Linked DNA regions of Mus musculus: regions 2 and 3 are each linked to region 1. Evidence: chromatin contacts called from public promoter capture Hi-C data. All regions are on one chromosome and are shown on one strand. The core of a region is the stretch at or near the end of the contact, and the rest is flanking DNA. Distances in the headings are between cores, read along the strand shown. Region 1 holds the start of Rps15 (ribosomal protein S15). Region 2 holds the start of Tbxa2r (thromboxane A2 receptor). Region 3 holds the start of Mfsd12 (major facilitator superfamily domain containing 12).

What was found. Promoter capture Hi-C pulls out the DNA fragments that hold promoters and counts their contacts.
Region 2: a promoter capture Hi-C map of liver shows a contact between it and region 1, with 2.7 times the contacts expected there. The contact joins the promoter of Tbxa2r here to the promoter of Rps15 in region 1. A contact is called at or near these places in 6 of 39 promoter capture datasets (cranial neural crest, frontonasal cranial neural crest, liver and 2 more) and 1 of 115 datasets of contacts at active chromatin or transcription factors (astrocytes).
Region 3: a promoter capture Hi-C map of pre-B cells shows a contact between it and region 1. The contact joins the promoter of Mfsd12 here to the promoter of Rps15 in region 1. A contact is called at or near these places in 6 of 39 promoter capture datasets (cranial neural crest, embryonic stem cells, frontonasal cranial neural crest and 3 more) and 2 of 115 datasets of contacts at active chromatin or transcription factors (bone marrow-derived dendritic cells and embryonic stem cells).

The regions. Positions count from the first base shown.
Region 1 is chr10:80,291,049-80,293,748 of GRCm38.p6, reverse strand. Rps15 (ribosomal protein S15) reads right to left here and starts at 1,318. Exons shown (of 4, transcript NM_009091.2): 1 at 1,266-1,318; 2 at 889-974; 3 at 1-107. The coding sequence starts at 1,268.
Region 2 is chr10:81,327,258-81,329,957 of GRCm38.p6, reverse strand. Tbxa2r (thromboxane A2 receptor) reads right to left here and starts at 1,255. Exons shown (of 3, transcript NM_001277265.1): 1 at 1,041-1,255.
Region 3 is chr10:81,356,053-81,358,752 of GRCm38.p6, reverse strand. Mfsd12 (major facilitator superfamily domain containing 12) reads right to left here and starts at 1,262. Exons shown (of 10, transcript NM_028657.4): 1 at 867-1,262. The coding sequence starts at 1,155.

The DNA of each region.
Region 1 (2,700 bases), core at 69-2,568:
CCTTTTTGGCCTTTCTCAAGCGCTTGAGCAGTGAGTGTTGCTTCCGCCGAAGACCACGGTTCAGGCGCCTCCTCTGGCGGGCGCTGTACAGCTGCATCAGTTGCTCACTGTGGGAGAAGGGGGTGGTTTGGAGACCCGGGGACAGCATGCTGCGCCAGCACTGCTCCATTTCTTTCACACCCAGAAAGGAACATGCCGGGAGCTCACTAAAGACAAGTCCTCCATAGCACTGCCGTCAACCTTCAGGGCACAACCCTCTAAAATGAATCCACCAGCTTCCACAGGCAGTGACGTAAGCCGAGATCAAACCTTTTCCTTTGACAGCCCACCCAGACAAATTACCTATCCGTGGTTGATTTTCCCCAAGGTCACAGGGAGGCCTGTGAGCCCAGTCAGCGGGAGACTGAGGCAAGGTAGTTCTGTCTACATAAGACTGTCGAACACTGCACAACTGTAGCAGGGGCCGAGTTGAGGTCACAATCTAGAGCGCTTGCCTAGGAGGCTAGGACGCCCCGAGTTTGATGCTCTGCACCGTGATGGTGACCCAAACATTAGGGAGGTTGAGAGGATCAGGAGTTCGAGGAGAGCCTGGGCTACACGGGTCCCTTTTTTTTTTTCCGACTCAAGAGTTTCTCTGTGTAGCCCTGGCTGTCCTGGAACTCGCTCTGCAGACCAGGCTGGCCTCGAACTCAGAATTCCCCTGCCTCTGCCTCCCAAGTGCTGGGATTAAGTCGTGCGCCACCATTGCCCGGCACTCGAGACCCTTCCTTGCCTCTCCCATGTGACATGTGCAAAGGTTCTGGCTCTATTTCCAGCACCACCCACAGAAAAGGAAAATGTACAAACGGGCCAGCGACCCGGCGGGACTAAGGTGACGGGGCCTCTTACTAGGACATGTCGAGCAGTTGGTCGAGGTCTACGCCACGGTAGGTGAACTTGCGGAAGGTGCGCTTCTTCTTCTGCTCCACTTCGGCCTGCGTGAGCGCGAGTCGGGGTTAGCAGGGGCTCGGCAACCTTACCCGGGAGCCCAGGGACCTGAGCTGCGCGAGCCGCGCTCCTCTAAGCTACGGCGGACGGGCGAGGGGACACACAGCCCCGCGGCCGCCCGCAGCCATCCGGGCCCTTCCGCACCCGCCATCCGCAGTCTCCGGGCACCCGAGCACATCGCTACATCCCCAGGCAGCGAGTCCAGAGTCTTGCGAAAGGGCCCCGGGAGGATGGCGACGGATACCCGGGAGCACAGACCGCCGTGCACGAATACTCACCATCTTGGCGGTTACTCGGAAAAGGAAGTACGGGCTGCGCTTGCGCAGTTATCGCGAGCTCTGCCGGGAGGGCCCGCCTCCACCGCTCAACAGCTTCCGCTCTGCGGATACTCGCCATTGCCCCCCGCTGTCCGGAGGCCAGAGCAAAAGCGCCGCTACCCTCCGGAGGGGCGTGGCTCCCTTTGGGGTTTTTGTTAGTGTGTCTGTCTCTCTGTCCCTGGTTTTCTTTGTCTTCTCTGTCTCTGTGTTTCTGCCTCTCTCATGTACAAGGTCTCAAGCAGTGATTCTCAACCCGTGGGTCACAGCCTCTTTGGAGGTGGCATATCAGATATCCTGCATATCAGATATTTACAATTATGATTCCTAATAGCAAAATATATACATACATTTTTGGGGGAGACGGAGGTTCAAGACAGGGACTCTGTGTAGGCCTGGCTGTCCTGAAACTCGCTCTGTAGAACAGGCTGGCCAGAGGCTAATCCCAAGTGCTGGGATTAAAGGCGTGAGCTACCACCTCCAGGCTGTCTGCTTTTCTTGTGGGATGTGTGAGCCTACCACCTCAAAAGTGAGTGGTTAATTAGAAGACAACTTGGAGAGATCAGTGCTCTCTTTCCACCATCCTGGGACTTGGCTTTAGACTCCCTGACCCAGTGAGTGTTTCGTTTTATAATAAAATAGAAGCCAGGTGTGATGGCACAAGTCTTTGTCTTTTTTTTGTTTTGTTTTTTCGAGACAGGGTTTCTCTGTATAGCCCTGGCTGTCCTGGAACTCACTTTGTAGACCAGGCTGGCCTCTAACTCAGAAATCCACCTGCCTCTGCCTCCCAAGTGCTGGGATTAAAGGCGTGTGCCACCACGCCCGGCAAGTCTTTGTCTTTAATCCCAGCTCTTGGGCTACACAGAGAAACCCTATCTCAAAAAACGAAAAACCAGAGAGAGAGAGAGAGAGAGAGAGAGAGAGAGAGAATATGAATGAATGTTGGAAAGGAAGCCGCATTTTCTATTTTTGTTTTGTTTTGTTTTGTTTTTCAAGACAGGGTTTCTCTGTGTAGCCCTGGCTGTCCTGGAACTCAATCTGTAGACCAGGCTGGCCTTGAACTCAGAAATCCGCCTGCCTCTGCCTCCCAAATGCTGGGATTAAAGGTGTGCACCACCACGCCCAGCTCCAACATTTTCTCTCTTATCTAGTGTTGGGGGTTGGAAGGCTAGGAGGAAAAAGGTGGAGAAGGATGGAAGAAAAAGAAGCCCACGAAGTAGCAAAGTCCAGCAGAGGCACGTGTAGCACACAGAAGGCAGAGCGGTCTGTGAATTCCAGGCCAGCCAGGGATGCATAGAAAGACCATCCCTGTCTTTAAAGAGAGAGGAGAGGTAGGACAGTAGTGGCCAGGACAGCCAGGGCTGCATAGAGAAACATCATGTGAAAAAACCAAGCCGGG
Region 2 (2,700 bases), core at 6-2,505, 1.0 Mb before region 1:
AGGATTCTGGAACCCTCCCACCCTGAGTCCCTGGGATGTGGGATGGTCCTGCGTTCCTGAGCCATGTTCCCACCGTTGGGGGTGGAAGGCAGTGGTATTCTGTCTAGGATGGGGCCTCATCCTTGTATATGTGTGCCCTGGGACGCTAGAGCTCATTCCTTGAGGCCCAGGCTGGGTGGCTGAGTTCCAGCCTTGGTGGAATGTGGTGTGTGGCTGGGCTCTGCAGGCTAGGCCCCTCCTCCTTCTCCCAACTCCTCCATCTGCAACAAGCCTCCCCCACCAGGCCTCAGAGCAGCCTGGGCTCCCCACACCTCCATCACCCATAGCCACGCTACACAGCCTCAGTTTTCCCCGTGTAACGAATTTGCCTTCCCTGGTGACTTTCTGCTTATGAGCTCCTGAGGCTGAGCCTTGGCCGCAGCTGTGCCCAGTGGGCTGTTCTGCCAGCACCCCAAATACCCAGTGTGCATGCCCACAACCCCACAGACTCAGGTTCACCTTCACCGCATGCTGTTCCCCCCACTGCCTGCTTCCTGTTTGTGCCACAGTTCCAGGGTGCAGGTGTCATCCTGTGGCAGTGGGCTGGGGGAGGGGCCCCGAGGCCTGTTTTCTGGCATGTTGGATGGATGCCCCTCTCTGGGTAGGACATGTGCCATCGAGATGTGACCCAGGTTCTGAGCTGAGCCTATGTGAGTACAATCACCATGCCCAGCTCCAAGCCACACACTGTAGCTCCCAGCTCCATTCCATCCCACCCCCAACTTCATCACTGCCACAGCATCTTGGACTGGCCTCACCCAGACACAGGAAACCAGTGTACCCACGTACCACCAGGGAAACTGCACTTGCCCAGGCTAGACCACCGGAGTAAATGTCACACCACAGGATCCCCTTCAGGGAACTTTGGCACCTGGTTGCTATCATTCCCCCCTGTAGGCAGGCCACAGCAGGGTTGTTAGTGGATCTGGGTTCCCCAGGATCTATGCAGAGGCTTACCTGGGTACAGTGGTATAGTCACAGTAGGGAGGCAAGGGACTCACCTGTGCTGTTTGTACCTAGGTGTCCTCTGTGGTGTTCCAGGCCAGGCAGAGAGAGCAGGTAGGGGAGTTCCCTGGGGAAACCAAGTCACGTTGGTTGAGGGGAGGCCCCAACAGAAGCCCTGGGGCCGTGGGTACAGGGGAGCACTGGAGACCCTCAGGCGTCCAGGGCTGGAGGGATGGGACTGTGAGGCTGTTTCCCGTCCCGCCCTGTCTCCATCTGTCTTTCTGCCGACTCTCGTCAGCCCCACCCCCTGCGCTGGCGCTGGCCTCGCCTCTCAGCCGCTAGGGTGGGAACCAAGCAGGGCACAAGGGTGACAGAGTAGAGAGAGACATCAGTTGTTGAAAGGTCAGGGACCCAGAGGGAGGCCATGTGGGAAGAGCTGGGAGGCCAAATGGGGCTGGTCCTGACACAGCAGCAACTAACCTTCGCCAAGGCTGTCCAGGAGCCTTCCAGGGATATTGGGTCAGCAAGGCCAGCTCCAGCCTGACTGCAGGGACCAAGAGCTGGAGGGGAAGGAGAGGGCTGGGGTAGGGGAGGTGTAAGGTCGGAGACCAGGCTGTCCTCTAGAGATGGAGCAGTCTTGGGGAACCCTCCCCTGCAGACTCACTGCCTGAAGCCCTGACAGTTGCCCAGGATGACTGAGCCAGGCAGGGGTGTTAGTCCTGTGCCTAGTAGCTGGAGGAGGGGGGCCTGCGTGGAGGAGGTGACCTTGGGTCTCTTTGGCCCTGACAGGTCCTGGTGGGGATTGAGATGCCTGGCCTGGCTGTGACCTCAACCTCCCAGTTCCATAGTCTGCCCAGGGTCAGCCAGACTCTTGTCAGCAGCAGGAAGCCCCTTGCCTGCTGCACCACCCCCACCCTTCCTGCCTTCCCACCCATCCCAACACTAGGTCCTGACCCTGACTGGCCTCTACCCCCGTGAAGTTTGTAGTTCCTCTGATTTCCTAGCTGGGCCTGCCCTGTCTATCCATCCCATAAGCTAGGGACAGAAATGGACACAGATCATCCCACGTTTCTGATCTCAGGCTGCTGAGGCAAAACAAATGTCTTTACCTTCTCAACATTTGGCTAGGTATCAATACTGTGGGTGTAAGGGGTATGAAGATTGGGTTTTTTCGGGGGCTGGTGAGATGGCTCAGCCGGTAAAAGCACTGACTGCTCTTCTGAAGGTCCTGAGTTCAATTCCCAGCAACCACATGGTGGCTCATAACCACCCATAATGAGATCTGATGGCCTCTTCTGGTGCGTCTGAAGACAGCTACAGTGTACTTATTTATAATAATAAATAAATCTTAAAAGAAAAAAAAAAAAGCCGGGCGTGGTGGCACACACCTTTAACCCCAGCACTTGGGAGGCAGAGGCTGGTGAATTTCTGAATTCGAGGCCAGCCTGGTCTACAGAGTGAGTTCCAGGACAGCCAGGGCTACACAGAGAAACCCTGCCTAGGTGTCCTGGCAGGAATGTTTGGTGGTGAGGGTGAGGAGCTGTGGTGGGAAGAGGATCTGAGGCTGCTCTTGATGTGGATGGGTTGGGGTGGATGAAACAGAGAGGTGGTTGTATGTTCTTCCTCTGTCCCTTGACCTGAGATAAGGATATGTTTGGTCTGGAGAATCAGGTAATGGCTGAAGGACACTCATCTTTGTTGTGTGGAGGTGACAGA
Region 3 (2,700 bases), core at 13-2,512, 1.1 Mb before region 1:
TGAAGGGACCCAGGCCTGTGCAAAGTCAGGCTGGCCTGGTATCTCCTGGCAAACATAAGCCCTTCTGAGTATTTCTTTCCATTTTTGGAGACTCAATGAAACAGTCATCCCCCTGCTTCAGCTTTTGAATATGGTGACAGGTGTGCAGGCTGTGCCTTGAAGCCCGGATTCTTCCTGGATCCTGAGAAACTAGAAATTCCAGCCCCTAGGCTGGCAGATGCCACTGGGCCACTGCTGTCTTGAAAAAATGTCATCTAGGGGCGGGGCTGGTTCTGCAACCCCTACCCCAGGCAAAGGGACGGAGCCTTCCAGGAATTCCCCAGGGAGGGGCTACAACCCCAGGGCCAACCTCTCCAACTGTCTACACCAAATGAGAGAGCTGCTGGGGACTACATGCTGGGCCACCCCAGACAGGAGCCACAGGCGAACAGAATGAAGTGGGTGGGCAGCAGGAGGAACACAGGACACAGGATGATAGTCAGGGAAGGGGACTGGGGGGGGGGGGGCAGAGCTGTAAGACTAAAGACAGGGTACAGAATCCTGAAAAGGTAGAGGGAACAGGACTGGCCCACGGATGGCAGTCAGCGGAGAGGATAGGATATAGCGGGAGAGAGAGGACAGACAGACACAAGAGTGACAAAAACGGGGAGATGAGACACTGGGGAGCAGAGGGTAAGAGGGACACAGGATGACAGTCAGAGGGGAGGACTTCCACAGGGCGACAACCACAGGAGAGGACGGACACAGGGCGGCATTCAGAGGGGAGGAATGACACAGGATGACAACCACAGGGGAAGACGGACACAGGACGACGGTTAGAGGGGAAGACGGACACAGGACGACAGTCAGGGCAGGGAAAGGCTCACCCGCTAGGTGCCAGGCCTTGCGGGGCCCACAGCGCACGCAGGAGGCGCGGTCCGCCTCGTAGCCCACGAGCGGCGTGCAGAGCCCGTCGGCCACTTGGCCCAGCAGCAGCAGCAGCCCCGCGCCCCGCGAGCTGTACCCGCGCACGGAGTGCAGGAATAGTAGCAGGTAGGTGAACCACATGCCGGCGCACAGGTCGTTGAGGAAGTGGCCGACCGCGAAGCTCAGCCGCGCGGCGAGGGACAGCGTCCGCGGCGGCCCCGGGCCTGCGTCGTCCGACGGAGGCGACATCGCGGCCGCAAACCCCACCGCCCCACACTGCCGCCCCGCGCTACCCGCGCGGCTACGCTGCCGCCGCTCCCGGGAGCCGCCTCAACAGGGCGGAGCCTCGGAGCAACGGCCACGCTCGCCAACCGGAGCCGCGCGTCTCGGCCCGGCGCCCAATCAGCAAGAGGAGGCGTGGCCTCTGTCCGACGCACTCCCGCGGCCCTAACGCCGCCCTCTGCGGCTCCGACTTTTATCATAGCAGTTCGTTTCTATTTTACTTTCTTCGTGTTTTAATTTGTTTGACTAAAGAAAAAAGTTTTGTTTCTTCTTGTAACAAAGGGTATCTTGTAGCGCAGGCTTTGACATTTCTGCTTAGCAAAAGACAACTTCGAACTCCCCATGGTTCTGGCTCCACCTCCACAGTGCTGGGAGTCACTGAATTTGTCCTTTCACAACCTGAAAGCTTTTTCTTTTGAGACAGGGTCTCATGTAGCCCAGGCCACCCTCAAGCTCAGAACGCAGCTGAGGATAACCTTAGACTTCTGATCCTTCTGCCTCCCTCTGGAACTCCATGGGTGCGGGGTTGCATCCACAAATCACGCCTTTAATATTCTGTTTTCAGTCAGGGTCCCACTAGCTATCCAGGCTAGCCCTGAAGTCCCTCTACAACCTAGGCCGTCCTTGAACTATCAATTCTCCAACCTTAGCCTCGAGGATTGATGGGATTTCGGGCCTGGCTTAGTGAAGGGCGCCCAGATGTCTGTCACTCACCCACACTCTGCCTTGGGCCCCAGCTAGCCTGCAGCTGGAGGCTGGTGCTCACTCCCGCGCGTGCTCCCTGCAGAAGGGGCCAGAATGAGAACACACCGGGGTGATCCCATAAACTTCCAGACATACATAGTGAGGCACTTACAGGACATATTAGTGCTAATTAATTATTAATTACAGAGAATAGCTGGGCAGAACATCAAAATACAGGCTAGTCTTTAATGAGGGCTGCTAGTGCCAGGAGCCCCACGTGGCAGACGCCTGTGTTTCACTCCTACTTACTGGGTGGTTTTGTGGAACACACTCAAAGAAAGGGGAAGTCAGGCCTCTGTTGGCCTGGTGACTCAGAGACACAGGTGCCGAACACCCCCACACAATTCCAGGCCCAGATCATGAGACACATGAGACAAGTGTCCTCCTATCCCCTCCTCCTGACATTTTATTCCTTTTTTCCCCCCAACTGACCTCAAGCTCAGCTCTGTAAACGAGGCTGGCTTTGAACTCCTGATTCTGCTGCCCCCACCTCCTGAGTACTGAATGGCAGGCCTGTGTCATAGCCGCTTGATGGTGGGGTTACCTGTCTGTATCACTGTACATCTTCCTCCGGGGCATTCAGAGACACGCAGGCTGGATCTGAACCCCTAAGTCCCAAATGGACTGGTCTTTCCTTTGCCTATGAGCAGTCTGTGCTCCCAGCAATGTGTGTGAGCCCGGTGTGGTGGCCCTTTATTTAGTTTCAGCATACTAGAGGCAGAGGCAGAGGCAGAGAAGCAGAGAGGCAGAGAGGCGGAGAGAGGCAGA